Regions from separate parts of the Bos taurus genome. Here region 2 is linked to region 1. Evidence: chromatin contacts called from public Hi-C data. All regions are on one chromosome and are shown on one strand. Each heading gives the region's core, a stretch centred on a gene start, on an enhancer-like site or on the middle of the called end of the contact. The rest is flanking DNA. Distances are from core to core; before and after follow the strand shown.

Region 1 (3,906 bases), core at 1,003-3,502:
CTGATTTCCGGGGTTTGTGAGCCTGTTCCTCTGGCTTTAATAGGCATACTGGCCTGTCATTCCAGGTATAGGGTGGGCTCCTTGCAGACAGGGGCGTAACTGTCACTGTTACTTCTTTATTTGTAAGCAATGCTTTACAGAACTCTCACACCATGATGTTTAGCATCAGACCTGATAGATTCTGCTTCATGGTTGTGTGAATCTGGGCAGTTTATCTCTTGAAGTCTCAGTTTTCTCATCTATAACGTGAGGACAGTACACACCATATAAATTTGTTGTGTTGAGAAAATGACACATCAGATGCCTGGTGTGTCATAGGTTCTTGGTTAGTCAGTATTTGTTCCCATCTTTAGATTACACACCAGTGAGAGACTTTTCATCACAAAGGAAAGCCTTTAAAGAGGCTCCTGGGGGGAAAGGGACTTCCTTGGTGGCTCAGATGGTGAAGAATCTGCCTGCAATGCCAGGAGACCCAGGTTCGATCCCTGGGTTGGGAAGATCCCCTGCAGAAGGGAATGGCAACCCTCTCCAGTGTTCTTGCTTGGAGAATCCCATGGACAGAGGGGCCTGATGGGCTACAGTCCATGGGGTCACAAAGAGTCGTACATGACTAAGCGACTAACACACACACCGTGGGGGTGGGGGGAAGTCTGTAGAATATCGATTTACTTCTCTCGTTGGTCACATGGGGAAGAAAAATGATTGTTTTCTCTTTCAAAGACAGCAGAAAGCTTAGTTTGCTCTGCCGGGTGGGAAGCCTCTGTTGGCTGTGCCTGTGGTCTGCGGAGTGGCACTCAGGGACCCTCCAGCTCATCCAGAAGCCAGGATGGGCTCTGCATGTGGGTGGTCTCTGGGAGCCTGGCCCTCAGGTGCCTGCAGTTCCTCAGGCAGCGCGCCAGGGGGCGCAGCTCACTCAGAAACACCAACTCCAGTTTATTTTCTCATCAGAAAGATATTTATGGAAGAAATGATGATGTTAGGAGCATAGTTCCAACCAGCTGAGATCAGTGCCTGAAGGTGGAGGAAAAGTGTGTTTTGATGAATACATTCCGCATCTTGGAAATGCATAACATTGCTGAAAACCCCAGGGAGATCTGACTTTCCAGGAATGCCTCCCTGCGGGAACAGTGCTCACACCTTCCCGGTCTAGACACCAGTGGAGCTCCCTCGGGTGGCAGGTAGCTTGCTGCCTGACGTCAGAGCTCATGCATTCTCTGCCCCTCTGGGCAGTGGGCACCGTGGTCTCTGGCCCTGGCATTGCATCATCCCTGTGCAAACCGGGCGATTTCTTTGAAGTTCTCTTTGCATTACAGGAAAGAATGGGCATCTCAGAGCAAAAGTTATTTCCTCTGCCTTGAATTGCTTCATAATAGTGAGGTGAAATCAGGTCGTGTGCTTGGTGCCTGCTCAGTCGCTTCAGTCGTGTCTGACTCTTTGCCATCTTATAGACCGTGCCCTGCCAGGCTCTGTCAGTGGGGTACTGGGGCCTCAGTCCAGTTCCTGCCAGGTGACCTGTGGAAGTGACTTTTTCCCTGCTGGGTTTCCAGATCCAGGGCTGCTCAGGAGCCTTCCCACTGGACGCTAGGCCTCATCGCAAGGTCCTTGAGCTTTCATTCTTTAATTTGTTCAAGTTGAACAAATTAGTGTATATTGAGATTTTCAGAGACTGTTAATGCCAAACATTATACTGCCAGCATGGTGGCAACTGGAATACAAAATTAACCTGTTATTTGGTAGGGGAACCAGGGCTTTCCAGGTGGCTCCGGGGAAGCACCTGCCTGCCAATGCAGGAGACAGGGAGACGCGGATTCAGTCTCTAGGTTGGGAAGATCCCCTGGAGAAGGTAATGGCCACTCACTCCAGTATTGTTGCCTGGAGAAATCTCATGGACAGAGAAGCCTGGTGAGCTACAGTCCATAGGGTCGCAGACAATCAGACATGACTGATCGACGGAACAACAACAGGGGAACCAATTGATATTTGCAACTAGCACTTGTGAAAAATGAATTAGAGATGGAGTTTTGTGAAGTGTGGAAGATTGCTGGCAGAGCTTGGGGGAAGGAGGGGGTTCCTTTCAGGAGGGGGAATGTGTATGTCATGCAGGAAGAGCTGATTGCCGCCGCTGCCCTGTCTTTCAGGAGGAGGGCTCTGATCTGTCTCCCTGCTGCCTGTGTCTCATTAGGTCATGACTGCTGCGAGACAGTGAAGGTGCTGCTCTGCGCTTCCAAAGAGGGCCTGCCTGTGTTCGTGGTGGCGGAAGAGGACTTCCAGTTCATCCAGGACGAGGCCTATGACGCAGCCCAGTTCCTGGCCACCAGTGCTGGCAACCAGCAGGCCCTGAACTTCACCCGTTTCCTGGATCGCTCAGGACCCCCGTCCTCGGACGTGAACTCCCTCGATGAGAAAGTTGCCCTGGCCTTCAGGCACCTGAAGCTGCCAGCGGAGTGGAATGTGTTGGGGACAGACGCAACTTCACACGGTAAGGACCTCGGATGACCCGCAGCCTTTGAGCTTGGGATTCTTTGTTTTTGGATGGGGCTGCTTTCCTTTGGGGATGCTCCTCCCGTCTCCACGGTGGCTGCATAGACTGTGCCATTACAGGAGCAGAGTGGCCTCAGTGGCGCCTCTCCTGGGTCCTCCTGCCGAGTTGTCAGGCCCGTTCTTGTCAGGAAATGACCCCACAGAGGGCTCACTCAGAGCGGCAGCTGTCAGAGTAGCTGGTGGCTTGATGCCCTTCCGTGGCCCGGACTTCACACTTGATCTCCTGTGTGTAGAGAGAGGCCCGTCCTTCATGAGGAGGGCAGCAGAGGAACGTTTGACACTTCTTTCTAAAGATCAAAGACAGGATTTTCATTATTGTATTCTCAAGGTGTCTAGGGATTCCATGAGGCTGGAAGAAGGAAAAGACAGGGAGGGGCATGCAGGGGAGCTAACCAAGGCCTGGAGCGCCCACCCCACAAGTTTGTAACCAGAGTGCCCTCACTCTGGTCTATTTCATCTGCTCGGGACTCCACTTTTTAAAAAGCAGTGAAGTAGTAGGTATCTATATATGTTCCTCTTTTTCTGACAGGGGATTTCCTGTGTCATTATTCTTGCGGTAAATGACACCTGTTAGATGTTGTGAATGTTTATGTGTGTAAACACACACACACACACACACACACACACACCCCGCCCCCGATGAAGCAGCATATACCTGGAGTCCAGCGAACAGCGTCATCTTTCCCTCCTGAGTGCAGATCTAATGGAAAGATTTATGAGTTACGCAAAGATCAGAGCGTTTGCTTTGTTCCTAACAGAAACTGAATGGAAAGGCTGACATCAGTCCACTTGCCGGAAGGGGTTGCTTATCCTCTCGACTCTTATCTCTGGAAGAACAGGACAGTCACAGGACTGCCCTGGAGTGTTCCTGACTTTGGTTATTGTGTTATGAAGGGGTCGCCCAGAAGGCCCCGGCCCCCCCCCGCAGGCAGGCAGACCCTGACTGAGGAGGAGTGCCCAGCGGGGCTGATCCGGGAGGGCGCTCAGTTCCCCACTCTCTAGACCCACCAGATAGCTGTGTTCTTCTCATGGAGGAAGGGCAGCGAGGTTTTGCTAGCTTTAGTTCTCTTAGACCCACTGAATTTAACCACTGGGGCGGTGACCAGCTGCAGGAAGGGACCCCCACTGTCAGGGGCTTCCTGTCAAGACAAGACCGGGCACTCCTGCCAGGTGAAATGCAAAAGGAACCTTGGATGCTCAAATGAAGGGAAAAAGCATTTATCCTTTTTCTTTTTAACATAGTGCCTAAGAAACCTCTGCATTACTGAGATCTAGAGATCAGAAGATTTGCCATTATACAGGACAGTGGGCACTTTTCCAGAAACCTAATGTTCAGACATTTCTAGCTCCTCCTGTCCCACCCCC
Region 2 (3,972 bases), core at 530-3,029, 47 kb after region 1:
TACCGCAGGCATTATTCAGACAAGTGTTGCTTTTGCCCCTGGGGAAAGAAAAGAGAACACGCCCTGCATGGGTAACATGTGTCTTTGTTTCCAGAAGCCCCTGAAAAAGGGAAGGAACAAACTCACATCCTTGAATTCAAATACCTCTGCTTCTTCGTCCTCCATGTGAAGTCCTGTGATTAGTGTCCTGTGTACAGCCTGAGGCTGGCCACAGACCCTTTGCTTTCCTGTGAGGATAGCTCTGTCCTGACTGTATCTTAACCATTACAAAGAAGAGAGCAAAACTCTGTTTTGAGTTTTTGTTTGTTTTGTATTGGGGGTATAGCTGATAAACAGACAGTGTTGTGATAGTTTCGGGTGACCATTGAAGGGACTCAGCTGTACACACAAATGAATCCATCTCCCCTAAACTCCCCTCCCATCCAGGCTGCCACATAACGTTGAGCAGAGTTCCGTGTGCTAGACAGCAGGTCCTTGTTGGTTATCCATTTTAAGTACAGCAGTGTGTACATGTCCATCCCCAGCTGCCTGACTATCCCTTCCTCCCATCCTTCCCCCTGATAACAGTAAGTGCCTTCTCGAAGTCTGTGAGTCTGTTTCTGTTTTGTAAGTAAGTTCATTTGTATCATTTTGTTTTAGACTCCAGATATAAGGGCTGTCACTGGATAGTTCTCCTCTGTCTGACTGACTGAAAGTTGCTCCTTTCCTCGTCTCTTTTCCTCTTCTCATTTTCCCTCCAGTTTTAGAAGTTGAGAGAGAGGACACTCCTCTGGTTGGTCATCAGGCGTCATTTTACAGATAGAAGAAGTAGACCCCCAAATAGTCCCTTGGCTAGCTTAAGGTCAGGGCCTGCTAGAATGGGAGCTTCTAGTTTGGTTCTAACCTAGAATCTGCCCAGTGGGGTGCTTTCCTCCCCAACTCTTAGCCCAGGCTCCTTATCCTAAGGAGCCTCAGGATTCGAGAACCATGTAATTTGTCTGCTGTTGCTGGGGTATCTTTGCTTTGTGTCTGCCTGCGCTCCATGTAGTTAGAGAAAGCATACTTTAATGGGATTTTTAGTTCATGAGGATCTTCAGGTCTAGTGCTCACAGCCTTCTTACAGTGTCGTGAAATCTGACCTCTGACCTGCCCTCCCTTGCTGTGGATCGAAAGCAGGAAGCGTGGACACACATTTTGCATCTTCTTCACATGTCGCATTTTCTCCTTTTTTCCCCATCTGACTCTCTGCATGTTTTTTGCCTGGAGGGAAGTTTGTGAACACTTACAAAGGACAGAGAATAAATACATCAGAGTTTGTGGGAGGTACAGTTTCTGTAACAGCTAATCGCCTTTGGTGTTGCATGTGAAAGCAGCCAGAGGCTGCCTGTAAACAAGCCTTTTACTGACAGTTCCGATAAAAGCTTCATAGAAATTTGCATTTCTTTTTTAAATTTTTTTCTTTTCTTTGAAATTTGAATTTCATATTGTGAAATCATTTCATATTGTAAAATCATGTCATATTGTGAAATGATTTCATGTCATGAAATACTCTTTTTTGAATGTTTTCTTTCGTCACTAAAAAATGTAAAAATCTGCTCTTTGGTGTTTTTTTTTTTTTCCAATGTGCTGTACAAAAATGGATGGTGGTAATCTGTCCGCCCCTGCCTTTAGAATATGTGTGCCTCAGTGGATGAGAAGAAAGAGAAAGCAAGTAGAATTTTTTCTCTTCTGAGTGGTCTCAGCCTGTGGGGGAGCTTGTTACTAAACCGCACAGAGGAAGTAGAGAGTTTCATGTCTCTCCCAAGTATGTCTTTTGACTTGGTATCTCGACTTCCTTGTCCTGTTTGTCTTCTGGCCTTAACCTTCTGGAGCCTGGGCTTGCAGTCTGAGATTGTGATGGTAGTCGAGGGCGGAGTGGCACTTGTTTAGGATTATTTAATTTGGTCTTTCAGACACATGCCCAGTCTGTGTATTGCCCTTGGGAATAAACCAGTCATTGCCTCAATGACTCATTGTTTCTCTGAATCAACCTCTTCCAAATGTAAAACAGGAAAAAATCTGTGTGTCTTAATGCTTTGCTACTGTCTTGAAAACCTGGAACCTTTGCGTAAGGAATAAAGGATGCATAAAGGAATCGGGCAGTGTCAAGACTAGTGCTTGTGTGTCCGCAGAGAAAGCACATGTGTATTCAATGCTTCAGGTTTCTCAGCACGTGATACATGGTCCTGACAGATACTTCCCCGTTGAATCAAAAGTAGTTCACAATTCCAGAGGCCCGGTTTTACACGCAGAGTGGTCCATTCCCAGTAGTCATTTTATCACCATTTTATATTCATGGTTTGTCCCTACGTATTGCCAAAGCTTTAATACTAGTTACAGTTTCAGTTCAGTTCTTCTAGATTACCTTTTGTTGTCCTTTTTTCCCCTGGTGAGTTAATATCTATCAAGTACATGGAGCTCAACATGCAGTAAGTACAGCTTAGCATTCTTATTATTAATTAGTTTCATAACTTCATATTCCAGTATCCTTTTTACTCACTGAAGTAACCAGTGACTTACAGTGGTTCCTAAAGCAATCAAACTGCAGATTCTGCTTCTTGAACATTGTTATAAAAGCTTCAGGAGTAGCAGCTAGCATTAATTTAAGTTGGGAGACAGGGTGCTGGTTTTAGTTCTGAGATCTTTAGAAATTTGAATGGACCTTTAGAAATTTGAATGGACCTGAAAGATTATCTGAAATATGAAGGAAAGAAATGGTTCCTGGAAAGTTAAGCAACTAGCCTCATTTCACAGCTAGTTAACTCTGTACGATAGACTGAAACTCGTTTCTGTATGGGTAATGTTTCTGTTACACTGTGGTTTTCAGAAAACTCCTCCTGAGGATATACATCTGGGCAGTTCAGCTCACTTTGATTTTTCATGTTTTAAACAAACAGCCCTGAATGATGGATACACACATGAAGATTCTGAAACAGTTGCGTCATAGTCCCATGCTTTCAATGATAGTCGGAGAAATTCCTTTGACTACTTTCAGTTCAGATCAGATCAGTCACTCAGTCATGTCCAGCTCTTTGCAACCCCATGAATCGCAGCACGCCAGGCCTCCCTGTCCATCACCAACTCCTGGAGTTCACTCAGACTCACATCCATCAAGTCAGTGATGCCATCCAGCCATCTCATCCTCTGTCGTCCCCTTCTCCCTGCCCCCAATCTCTCCCAGCATCAGTCTTTTCCAATGAGTCAGCTCTTCGCATGAGGTGCCAAAGTACTGGAGTTTCAGCTTCAGCATCATTCCCTCCAAAGAAATCCCAGGGCTGATCTCCTTCAGAATGGACTGGTTGGATCTCCTTGCAGTCCAAGGGACTCTCAAGAGTCTTCTCCAATACCACAGTTCAAAAGCATCAATTCTTTGGCTACTTTAGCACCTACTTTTATTTGCTTTAAAAGAAGTCTCGTGTTCTTCTTATAATTTGTTCACCTGTAGCTAAATACCATCAAGATGGTATTTGTCCAAAGAGTTTGCTTTTGCTGAATAAATAAGATTTTCCTGACCTGCTATTTATTTCCTAAAGAATGCTGTGCAGAGATGACTCTGAATATTGAGTCCAGAACAGAAAGCCCCTGGGACCGTTCACCTTGGGGATGTGCTGCACAGAGGCCAGGAAGGCGTTCTGACTCCTGCTTGCCTGCCCTAGTGCTCCAAACCAGTGTACTCCGTGTCTCCTGTGATCTGTTCAGTGTATGGCCAGGTTAATGAGGAAGGACTGTCTGTTCATTGAGGTTATTTCTATAATTCCTTTTCCAAATGATCATTGCAAAAGCTTGTTAGCCATATGGAAGAGTTAATTCAGCGAGCCAGAGTGTCTTGTCAGGATGCCGATGGTCCTGGCAGCCAAACACTCAAGAAGAAATACATTCAAGCCCAACTATAAAAGCCCGTATGTTGAGTGTTAGGTTACGGGGAAAGTCTAGTCTTCATTTAACACATCCCGC

The links. A called contact is a pair of places that touch in the nucleus more often than the background predicts.
Region 2: a contact with region 1 is called in a Hi-C map of liver, with 2.3 times the contacts expected there. The contact joins two enhancer-like sites. A contact is called at or near these places in 2 of 11 Hi-C or Micro-C datasets (liver and an unstated tissue).

What each region holds. Positions count from the first base shown.
Region 1 is chr21:16,350,874-16,354,779 of ARS-UCD2.0, forward strand. AKAP13 (A-kinase anchoring protein 13) reads left to right here. Exons shown (of 38, transcript XM_024982287.2): 4 at 2,183-2,479. Among named protein-coding and RNA genes, the nearest start is that of AKAP13, 140 kb to the left of the region's middle. Within about 2 kb of position 2,253, at least 20 of the 102 cell types and tissues checked have an H3K27ac peak or open chromatin away from gene starts, as enhancers often do. A contact at or near this core is called in liver, where this site is marked.
Region 2 is chr21:16,398,707-16,402,678 of ARS-UCD2.0, forward strand. All of the region lies in intron 8 of AKAP13 (A-kinase anchoring protein 13), which reads left to right. Among named protein-coding and RNA genes, the nearest start is that of KLHL25, 180 kb to the right of the region's middle. Within about 2 kb of position 1,780, at least 15 of the 102 cell types and tissues checked have an H3K27ac peak or open chromatin away from gene starts, as enhancers often do. A contact at or near this core is called in liver, where this site is marked.